2 separate regions of the Mus musculus genome follow, and region 2 is linked to region 1. The links are chromatin contacts, called in public Hi-C maps. All regions are on one chromosome and are shown on one strand. The core of a region is the stretch at or near the end of the contact, and the rest is flanking DNA. Distances in the headings are between cores, read along the strand shown. Region 1 holds the start of BC106179 (cDNA sequence BC106179). Region 2 overlaps St6gal1 (beta galactoside alpha 2,6 sialyltransferase 1).

Region 1 (4,950 bases), core at 1,878-4,377:
GGTCTAGGTGACATCAGCTTTGGCAACTGGTGAGGACAGACATCTTGTCTGTAGCTGGTGCCTTTTAGCTTCTCTTAATGAGGTAGAAGGACATGCCTGTGTCTCCTTGGTAAGTGGTCTCATTCAAGATAATGTTGCCCTCATGACTATTTGCCTCTCCAAGATCTCATCTCCTAATGCTATCCATTGAGTGCAGGTTGAGATTTCAGCATAGGAATGGAGGGTACATTCAGATAGTGGGAGCAGAAGTTATGGAATGTGGACTTCTAAGGAAAGCAACCAGCACGATAACCTATATTCCTATAGCCTGCAGCTCTATAGCCCCCAACCAGCATGATGAACTACATTCCTATAGCCTGCATCTCTATAGCCCCCGACCAGCATGATGAACTACATTCCTATAGCCTGACAATCTATAGTCCCCGACCAGCATGATGAACTATATTCCTGTAGCCTGCAGCTCTATAGTCCTGAGATATAGTTCAACATTTTGTCTCTCATTGCAGGTCAGAAGGCCTTACTGATGAAAGAGCCACTTTGGAAAGCTACCAGATGGTGATGCCCCTGCAGTTTTTCTGGGAATATCCCTACATGTCTATTTATCTGTTCTAGACCCCCCCCCCCCCCAGGGCTTCTTTTTAGGTTTGCCACAGTGTGTGGGTATTATCAATGTGGCAAGTTCAAAACCCAGAGTGAACCCCTTCCCTTTCCCCCCCATTGACTGGTTAGAGTTCTAGAAAATAGAACTTAAGAGTAGATGCTGTATCCCATTTTAAAAGAGTCTCTTTCCTATTGTATGGTTCTTAGTTCTTAAATTGAGTGGAAACAAGAGGGAGGTTGAAAGAAAGGATTGAGGCTTTCAATGAACGTGAGGGATACTGAGATTTCTCAAGGGCCTGGGTGACTTAATTTCCTCATCCACAAGTGGGTTTAACACCTTACTGTGTATAACACTGAAACCAGCACTGTGTCTTTGGTGATTCTTGTCTAGATGCCTTTTCTTCATTTCCTGTGTCAGCGTCACAGTTCAGGTGCTTAAGCGATCTCCACTGTCTGTCAGCTCCCAAGTCAGTCTGAGATTCTCACTTAAAGTCCTCGCTCCTGTTTCCATCTTCAAGAACCGCGACCGAAGAATCTACCTAAAGCACAAGGATGCACTGTGAGCCATGCATTAAAATCGTTTAATGGCCTCTTAATGTAGAACAAAATCTTCGACTTTCAGTTAGCACCCTTTCAGAAACAGTCACCCGGGGTCTGCTTTCATTGGCTCACAGCAGAGTGCACTATTATGAGCATGCTCAGTAGGCTAGACTCTACGTTACTTGCTCCACATAAATCATTTCGTGTAAACATGATCCTTAGTGCTGTCTTCTAGCTCTCCATGTTGCAGAAGAGGAAAGAATGGCCCAGAAAGACTGTGGAACTCACCCAAGAACAAATAGCTTCTTGGCCACAGAACTGAATTCACTGTCTGGCACTTTCTGATTTGGGTCTCTGGCTCCAGAGCAGCTGGGGGAGGGTGAGCAGCTAGGGGCTCAGAATCAAAGGATGGAGGAAGACAATCTGAAAGACAGGTGCTGGGGAGGAGGCGGCAATCTTTTCTTTCCCAGGTTGGTGGTGGGAAGCGGCTATCTGGACTTGAAGAGAACGCTCTGGTCCTGGCTCCAGCAATCTTACTGTAGAGGCTATTTTGCTACACAGAAAACCCAGACCAGCAATTTTCTGCGTTCTTGGAGCTCTATTTGATTCCTCTCCCAGCTCAGAGGTGGATATTTGGGATGTGATTACTGCCTCAGAGTAGTCAAATCTCTTCTCTAGGATAGAAAGGACCGAAGGAGCGGCCAGATGGTGGCTTCCAGTTCTCTTACAGAGGAAAGTTTTCAGTCTTTCGGAAGTGGTCTGTGGGTAATCAGAGATGGTCAGACTGCCAGACTGCTTCTTCAACAAGATGTTTCCTCCTGACTTCTCCAGCAGCCGTATCCTAAGCCCAGTGGAAGGAAGGTGCCCGGCTGTCTTTACCTTTGTAACCGGGTCCTGCCTGCCTGCGTACCTACTGTGAGAGTTCCAGGTCGCAGGACTCCAGAACATCTAAAAAAAAAAAAAAAAAAGTTTGACAAGGCTGTGTACAGGATACACTTAATGTTGGGGGATTTTTGTTAAACTCTAAATACTACAGTCTAAGATGTATGTGTCCTACATAAAAATTTGAGTTTTCACAGGGGTTAAATGACTTGTTTGATCAGGATCACCCTGTGCAGAGCCAGGACAAGCACTCTGGTAAGAACGTTTTCGCCAGATAACACTGAATCCAATCCATCGGGACACGCAGGGGGTGGGGGTGGAGGCAGCATTTGGGCTTCCTTGCCTGCCGCATTGCTCCGCCCCAAAGGCTTGCTCTTTGTGGACAGACTGCAAGATTCCCTGCATTACGGGGAGCCCTAAGCAGGCACCTTTAACCTTGAGCCTGCTCGCTAGCGACCTCCAGAGGGCCAGGATGGTTTGGGACCGGTGTGATAGAGCACTTTTCTAGTTTTAACGACTCTATTTGCATAACGGAGACCAAGCGTCCTCCCGCCGGTCTGCCGTGCTTTTCTTCCCTCCTTCCCGGTCCTCTGTACCCTCATCTGTGCTCCCTCTCTGCTTCCCAGAAGATCCGTTCTCAAGGGGACTCACTCGGAGCTTGAGTCCCGGGCTCTTCTCCCTCGGCCCGGCAAGATCCAGAGGCACCTGGGGGAGTGGAGTTGAGCGCCAGCCTGGGTTGGGGAGCCGCCCTGGCACTGCCCGACCCTAACAAAGGGAATCGGACTGCGCGCCGTGCGAGCGCTCGGTGGGCTCAGCGACCGCAGCCGCCTTCCCGATTGAGAGAGCTGCAAGTGAGTAGGGGCGAGGCGGGCGGCACGGGTCTGAAGAAGGAGTGCAGGGGTGCGCTGAGAGGCAGCCCTAGCTGCGGGAGTAGGAGCCGCCGCCCCGGGCTGGGGATGTCTGTCGCGGGTCCAGGGGAGGGACCGCCTTGGCCTCCCCTCCCTAATCCCCCACCCCCACCCCCACCCCCCGGCACGCCAGCCTGCGCACCCATAACAAACCCACGTGTGCGGGGACGCAGGAACCTACACTGCAGCGTCTGTATTGTGTAAGGCGTTGACTCGCGGAGTGAGGGTCTCTTTAGATCTTGCCCACTTTGGTAACAGAGCAGGAAAACAAGCCCGGTGGAAGGAGAGGGGGAGCGCAGGCACCACAACAAACGCACGTGTGCCCCGGCTGAACCTCTTTTGGTCAGGTTATTGTTCCAGCCAAACCAACGGGTGCGGCGCTTGGAGGCCACCTACTACTGCTGGAGAGGTGGGGACCTTTCGCAGCGGTGCTCTGTGAAGGGACGGACTAAACCTGTTGATTTTTAAAGGAAAAAGAAAATACAAACAAGAAAGAGCCGACAAAAAGCCCCCACCCCACCCACACGTATGCTTCACCCATTGGCACGGGTTTGGAGGTGAAACCTACAAGCCCTCATCTCTTCTTCGAGATTTTCTTAAGAGTCGTGGGCTGAACTAAGGATCTGTAGGGTACCCTTCTAAAATAGACCCTGCCCGACACACCATTGTCCCCGTGCACTGGCGACTGCCCCTGTTGGGGAATCTCGAGCGCCTCCCTAGCTTGCTGAAAGAATAGTTCATTTTAACAAAATCCACCAGTGAGGTCTTGGGTTTTGCTTGCTCTTCGCCTGGGAGCTCCCTGTGGCTAGACATTTCAGGTGTCACTGGCCCTGGCCACACAAGGCCAACGGGGGCCCCTCGTCTAGACGGGGACGTATCGGAGGCTCGCAGAGGTAGGTCCACTGTTTGCTGTGCTTTCCCCTTAACTTTCACTCTGCTCACGCAGCCGGATTTTTAGCGTATTGAGGTCTGGGCTTGTCAGCTCTGAGGAAAAGTTGAGGACAGGAAGGGGGCGGTGAACGGATCCTAGGCGACCTGTGCAGGAGTGACAGCATTTTACCAATCTGATGCTGCACCTCGAGTAGTCCCTGTGGAGACTAACCTGTCTCTGAAGACAACTGGACAGCCTTCAACCGTGTACCTTTGTTATTGAAAAAATCCAGGCGACAGCTAGGGAACCTTTTTAATTTTACAGGCAGGAAGCTGAGGTCTGAGAGTTCAGCCCCTTGGGTCTTCCAACTGCTCGGCCTTCATCCAGAGGATTCTGCGGTCGGCTTAAAAGGCAGTAGCCTCAGGCAGGGCGGAGTGAAACAAAGAAAATAATTCAAATTGGAAACTGCGCCCTTCCATTATACCTTTCTAGAGTTCTCTGTTTTAGTGGAGAAGAGGGACTTAGCATTTCCCCCACTTCTCAGCCTGTCCCGCTTCATAACTTTGCTCTGCTCTCCTGGCTGCCCTCTTGTTCTCAAATTGAACTAGGGCCAACTGGAGAGGCTTAGATGTTTTGCGGGCGCTAAGAAGCCTTTGTTCGGGCAGAAGCTGGGGCTGTTGACATCAGCCCCGCTGGGAGGAGAGTGTCTCTTGTAGTCAGCTGCTTCTGAGCCCCTCAGTACAGAACGAAGCATTCTTTTCATTGATTTTATTTAATTAATTTATCTATTATGTATGATTCCCGTGGAAGTGACTGTGCCTTTTGTGTTTAGCAGAGAAGCAGGCAGAGGACAGTGAGATTAGTTTCTCTAAAGCTAGCTAGTTTGTGCTTGGAGGCTTTTCTCTCCATCTTCGCTCCGCCTAGGTGTGTTTCCTTCCTCCTAGTCGTGTTTACTTTCCCCTTCATTTCCAGGCTGTTTAGCTTTGTAATGGCAACGTTAAAAAAAAAAAAAATCACAGCTCTCAATTTACAGGAATAGGAGAGAATTTATTCTGGAGCCACTTCGGGTGACCCTGGCCTGGGAACACAGATTTAGATGATCTCAAATTCTATGTTGCAATGTGGAAGCAGCTTCTTGGAGTGTTTAGT
Region 2 (5,106 bases), core at 2,574-5,073, 33 kb after region 1:
AACCCAGCATTGCCAGCCCTGTTTGTTGAACAGGCTATCTTCTTTGTCCCCTTGGCATGTCTTTACATCCATTGCCAAAACATAGGTAGGCACAGTGTAGCAGTGATTTTTGCATCCTTTGTTCTATTGCATTGGTCTTCATGTGTATTTGGACGCCCGTCTTTATCATTGCAGCACTGTAGTATATAATCTGATGCCAGGCATTGTGTGTGACAGCTCCAGTTATGGCCTGACTCTCTAGGATTGCTTTGTCTGTTCATGGCCTTCTGTGGTTCCATGTGAATTCTTGAATTGTTTCTTTCCCTGAACTTGTGAGATAGGATGTTAGTAAATTAACTTTGGTAGCACAGCCATTTTGACCACATAAATTCTGCCACCCCAGGAGCATGGAAGGTCTTTCCGTTGTCTAATATTTTCTTTGGTCTCCTTTTTCAGTATCTCAGAGTTTTTGTTGTAGAGGTCTTTCACTTCTTTGTTGTGATGTATCTCTAAAGCTTTATTGTTTGGGAGTGTGGGGGTGATGCAGTTTCAAATATTTGTAACTAGCACGAAAAGAATTAGTGGGGGCTTAAATGTCAACCTTTGAATGCTTCATAGAATTTATGGTAGGGCACTGCATGAGAATCACAGGGGACTCAGGGACACATACATAGTATGTAGCCATTAAATGGCACCGCAGAACACTGTGAGGACTCAAATTAAACCACACCTCACCCATTACCATCTTTATTAAAAAAAGTGACTGACAAAGATAAAACAAGAATCAGAAAGCCATATGTTTTATAAAATGAGGTATGATATGAAGGGAGGGGTGTCTTAGCAGGGTCTGTGCTGAGGCGTTTCCCTGAGGTATCAGCCATAAGACAGGTCTAGTATAAAAGGAAGTTTACTTGGGACATGGGAAGGGGGTGTGGGAAGGGAGTAGAGCCAGAGAAAGAAAGGGGACAGAGGAGGACAGAAAGAGAGAGAGAGAGAAGGAAGGGAAGAGGACAGCCTGGGACATTTGCGGAGAGGAAAAATGATAGAGAGAGACAGAGACAGAGAGAAACAGATAGACAGAGAGAGAGAGAGAGAGAGAGAGAGAGAGAGAGAGAGAAGAGAGAGAGAGAGAGACAGACAGACAGACAGAGTGACAGAGACAGACACACACACACACACAGAGCTTTTATACATGAGTCAGGCCTGTACCTGGGTAACTGTTAGGCAGAGTCTAGAGGAAATGCTAACAGAAAGTGTATTCCTATCATGTGTAGTTTTTTTGTTTGTTTGGTTGGTTTTGATTTTTCCAGACAGGGTTTCTCTGTGTAGCCCTGGCTGTCCTGGAACTCATGTTGTAGACCAGGCTGGCCTCGAACTCAGAAATCCGCCTGCCTCTGCCTCCCGAGTGCTGGGATTAAAGGCGTGCGCCACCACCACCCGGCTACATTTTGTGTTTTTTTAAAATGTCTAAGTGGAACCTAAATCTCTTTGGCGCAAGGTCAAATGCAGTTACATTAAAAATTCACTCTATCTTCTCAGACGTAGCCTATGGATTAAAAATTCAGACCCAGTCCGAAATGCTTCCAGAATGAATGAGAACGTGCATTCACACGTCTAACGGCAGAGACAGTTACTCTGGTGGGAGACTGAGCACGTTTCATGAGAGCAACAGAGCTTTGTCTGGATGCTGGACTTGGGCTGGATCTGAGGATGTGTCTCTCACCTCGCCTTTCTTCATGCTAATGTTGAGTAGCATCAGGATTCCGCGGCTCTAGTAAAGTTTGCTTTACTCAGTTTGTTACTCAGACTGGGCACAAGCAAGTGGACAGGGGTGAACAGATGGCCAGCTTAAGCCATTTGGGAGGAGGCTGGCTTCTTCCCGGGGAGGAGTATGCTCTGCAAGGGACTGTGAGGTGGGAGCTGCTGGGGCAGGGCAGAGGGAGAGGGAGCACAGGTGTGTGTGGGGAGGGTGCTCACTCCCACATGGTATTTACCCCATGCTCTGGCTTCAGCTTGCACTCTCTCTTTCCTCTGCAGGCAGGGGTAGAGCCAGCTGTGCCAAGCTCCACAGCCAGCGCCCGAGAGAGAAGTTATCAGTGCCCCGGAAGTCAACTGAAATGAACTGGCCCCCTTGAGCCTTCCCCAAATACCTGGTACCCACTTTCCAGCCGGATGCTGAGGTAAGAGCCCTTTGGGAAAAGATGATGGCAGTTCTCTTAAGGCTCCGGGAGGAGGGAGTTGTTTTCAGTTCCAGCCATCTGCTCCCATCTCAGCTACACAGAGGCAAGGTCAGTGGAGGCCAAAGGCTTTGATTTGTTAGCACAGGAACTTCCACTTTCTCCATTGCTAAGGAGATTTGAACCCTAAAGAGAGTGAAGTTATCCTGAAGGTAAGACTATAGCGGACTTGGATGGATGCTTTTGTGCTGTTCTGCACAGGAAAGTGAGCCCCCCCAGGAAACACAACTGTGTGCATCCCTGCCTCCTCGACATGCACTTCCTAACCCAGGAAGTACAGATAACAGACATTATGCAGGGAGGTTATGGCAAAGCTTTCCAGTAGGTTTATCAAATGTGATTTTAATAAATCTAGCTAAGTACTCTTAGCAATTTGGAAGAAAATAAAGCAGGGTCTAAAAACGGTGCTTTGTTAGGCTCCCTCTTAGAATAACTACTGCAGGATGCTGGTCCCTTCTACATGGAAGTGGAGGGATGATTCCATGAGGGGCCAGGAGAGCTCCCCTCTCACCTAGAAACTCTCCCGAGCTGCTTCTAAGCATCCAGGAATTTTTTTCCAACATAATATTTTTATTGTTTTCCTGGGGGCAATTTCACAAACCCCAAACACATTCACTTCATAGTCCTCTTAGGTCCCCCTACCTTTGTGACTTCCCCCAAAAGAAAAAAGAAGGAGAAGAGGAGGAGGAAGGAGAGGAAGAGGAGGAAGAAGAGGAAGAAGAAGGAGGAAGAGGGGAAAGAGAAGGAAAAGAAGGAGGAGGAAGAGGAGGAGGAGAAGGAGGAGAAGAAGAAGAACAAGGAGAAAGAGGAGGAGAAAAAGGAGGAAGAGGAGGAGGAGAAATACAGAATTTGGCTGTGTTACCCCTATACTCACTGGAGCATGGTCAAACTCCCAGAGGCCAGCCCCTTAAAGAAAACTGAGTCCTTCCCTACTAGCACTCAGCCAGAAGCCAATTGTGAAGAGCTACACTTTAGCATCCTTATCACATAAGAGTTCTCTTCAATGGCTTCCTGTCTAGACTGTTTCTTTTGTTTTTCGGACGGCTTGGGGGGGGGGGCGGAGGAGGGGGGGTGGAGAGGTTGTCACAGAAGCCTTCCATGTCTCATTCTCAAACTTTGAGATTTTACAAACTGGTTGTTAGAAATAGTTAGAAACAATACACTATCACCCCTCCCCAAACCCCCCAAATACAAGACAAAAATAATCCAAACCAGTTTGCAGCTTAGAATGGACCGTTGTGGGAGAGTGATGTGTTGCTGTTGAAACTGGAGGAGCTACAAAGCTCTTTCTGGAAGAGTTTCTTTTGGTGGTGCTGGGGATCAGGTTTGGGGTCCTGCTCCTGCCAGGCAAGGCTGTACCAGTGGGTTTAACGTTCTTCCCCTGTGGAGACTCGGTGCTCAGTAAACACAAGCCGAGTGCGGTCTGGTCTCATGGGTAGCTGTCAGGGTCCGGCTACATAATGGCAATGTCTGATACTGTGAGGCTTCTTGTCTGCTGCAGGGAGGGAATTAGGCCACCAGAAAACCTTGGTTTATTAATGGAGAGAAACGGGCTGCATTTCTCTCTCTGACTGACATCTCGGTATGTGTGTTGTGTGTGTGAGGTTATGAATTATTGATACCCTTTCATAACAGCAGAAGAAAACCCTCCATTTACTGACCAACATCTGGGGTGCATTTTCCTTCTGGAAAAGTTGAGAGGCTGGTCAGAGAAGTGTGAAAAGGAGACTTGACAACTCCAGGACCCCAGTCAGGGCTCACTCATAATCTCTGAGGGAGGGGGAGGGTGACTTCCTACCAAACAAGTTTCAACAAAAGCCTCTTTTCTCTCTTCAAGGCCCTGCTGCCAGCAGATTAGAACTAATTAAATTAGCATAATGGAGTCCTGGCCTCTGCCCTCTCCTCCTTTCTCAGTCTTCTGGTTATACCTCTTGCTCGCATGTCCCTTAAAAAAAGGGGCTTAGGGACAGACAGGGTGAGACATTGGTGACATGCCACTTTCCCTTTGTGGTTCAGGAAATTAGAAAGGTAGGAAAGCCCAGAGCAGTCAGGGATCCAGACTGCCTAGCAGCTGGGTGTCAGCCCTTGAAGTGAAGCCATGGGAGGTTCTGGAGGAAGACGCTGGAATGGGGGAAGGGCCTGGGCCCTGAGGCTGCCTGACCCCTGAGCTCTTGTATGTGACCAGCACTGGAACATGTCCGTGATCTCCAGTTATTAGCTCTGCCTCTGGAAGGTTGCCAAAGCCCCAGCACCTTTCAGAAACAGCTTCTAGTTTTCTCGGACTTAAGCCTCTTTCCTCCAGGGAGTTGGTTTTCCTTCTTGACGCTGCTGCAGGTGGAGAAGGTTTTATTCTAAGGACGGAGGAATCTTTGTGAGTTAGGAAAGGATTGAGCAGCCATGCTCTCTGCTCTATCTGTGTGCCCTCTTCTTACCTCTGCACCCTCTGGCGCTGTGTCTGCACCCACCCATGTCTCAGATAAGGAGACATGGTTATAGAAAAGCTCTCAGAGCTGCCAAGTGTCCCTCACAGCAAGTGGTCATCAAGGCAGGGGTTCCCAGGCCAGTGCCTGCAAGCATTTCCTCCCCCAAGGGAGTATCACTCTACTTCGGAATGCTTGTGAACCAGGGCCCTGGAGTTTGCAGATCTCCCAGGGGGCTCTTCTTTGTACTGGGAGAGAACATTAGATCTGGGAGACTGTGCTTCCTGCAGTGTGTCCATGCAATGCCCCAGGAGATGGGCCCACTGTAACCTCCCAACCCTTCCTGCTGACTAGAAATAGGGTTTGCCTCTCCCGAGCTCTCAGACTTCTCTTCTCTTCTCTTCTCTTCTCTTCTCTTCTCTTCTCTTCTCTTCTCTTCTCTTCTCTTCTCTTCTCTTCTCTTCTCTTCT

Evidence for each region. A called contact is a pair of places that touch in the nucleus more often than the background predicts.
Region 2: a Hi-C map of the N1E-115 cell line shows a contact between it and region 1, with 5 times the contacts expected there. The contact joins the enhancer-like site here to the promoter of BC106179 in region 1. A contact is called at or near these places in 3 of 39 promoter capture datasets (HPC-7-derived erythroid cells, embryonic stem cells and macrophages), 34 of 484 Hi-C or Micro-C datasets (CD4 T cells, CD8 T cells, LSK cells and 25 more), 12 of 115 datasets of contacts at active chromatin or transcription factors (bone marrow-derived dendritic cells, cardiomyocytes, embryonic fibroblasts and 7 more) and 2 of 9 other capture datasets (adipose tissue and liver).

Annotation. Positions count from the first base shown.
Region 1 is chr16:23,222,357-23,227,306 of GRCm38.p6, forward strand. BC106179 (cDNA sequence BC106179) reads right to left here and starts at 3,128. Exons shown (of 3, transcript NR_152126.1): 1 at 3,112-3,128; 2 at 1,429-2,088; 3 at 1-1,139. It overlaps St6gal1 (beta galactoside alpha 2,6 sialyltransferase 1), which reads left to right and starts at 2,384. Exons shown (of 8, transcript NM_145933.4): 1 at 2,384-2,873.
Region 2 is chr16:23,254,943-23,260,048 of GRCm38.p6, forward strand. It overlaps St6gal1 (beta galactoside alpha 2,6 sialyltransferase 1), which reads left to right. Exons shown (of 8, transcript NM_145933.4): 2 at 2,017-2,159. Among named protein-coding and RNA genes, the nearest start is that of BC106179, 32 kb to the left of the region's middle. Within about 2 kb of position 3,824, at least 47 of the 459 cell types and tissues checked have an H3K27ac peak or open chromatin away from gene starts, as enhancers often do. A contact at or near this core is called in the N1E-115 cell line, epiblast stem cells, regulatory T cells and 1 more, where this site is marked.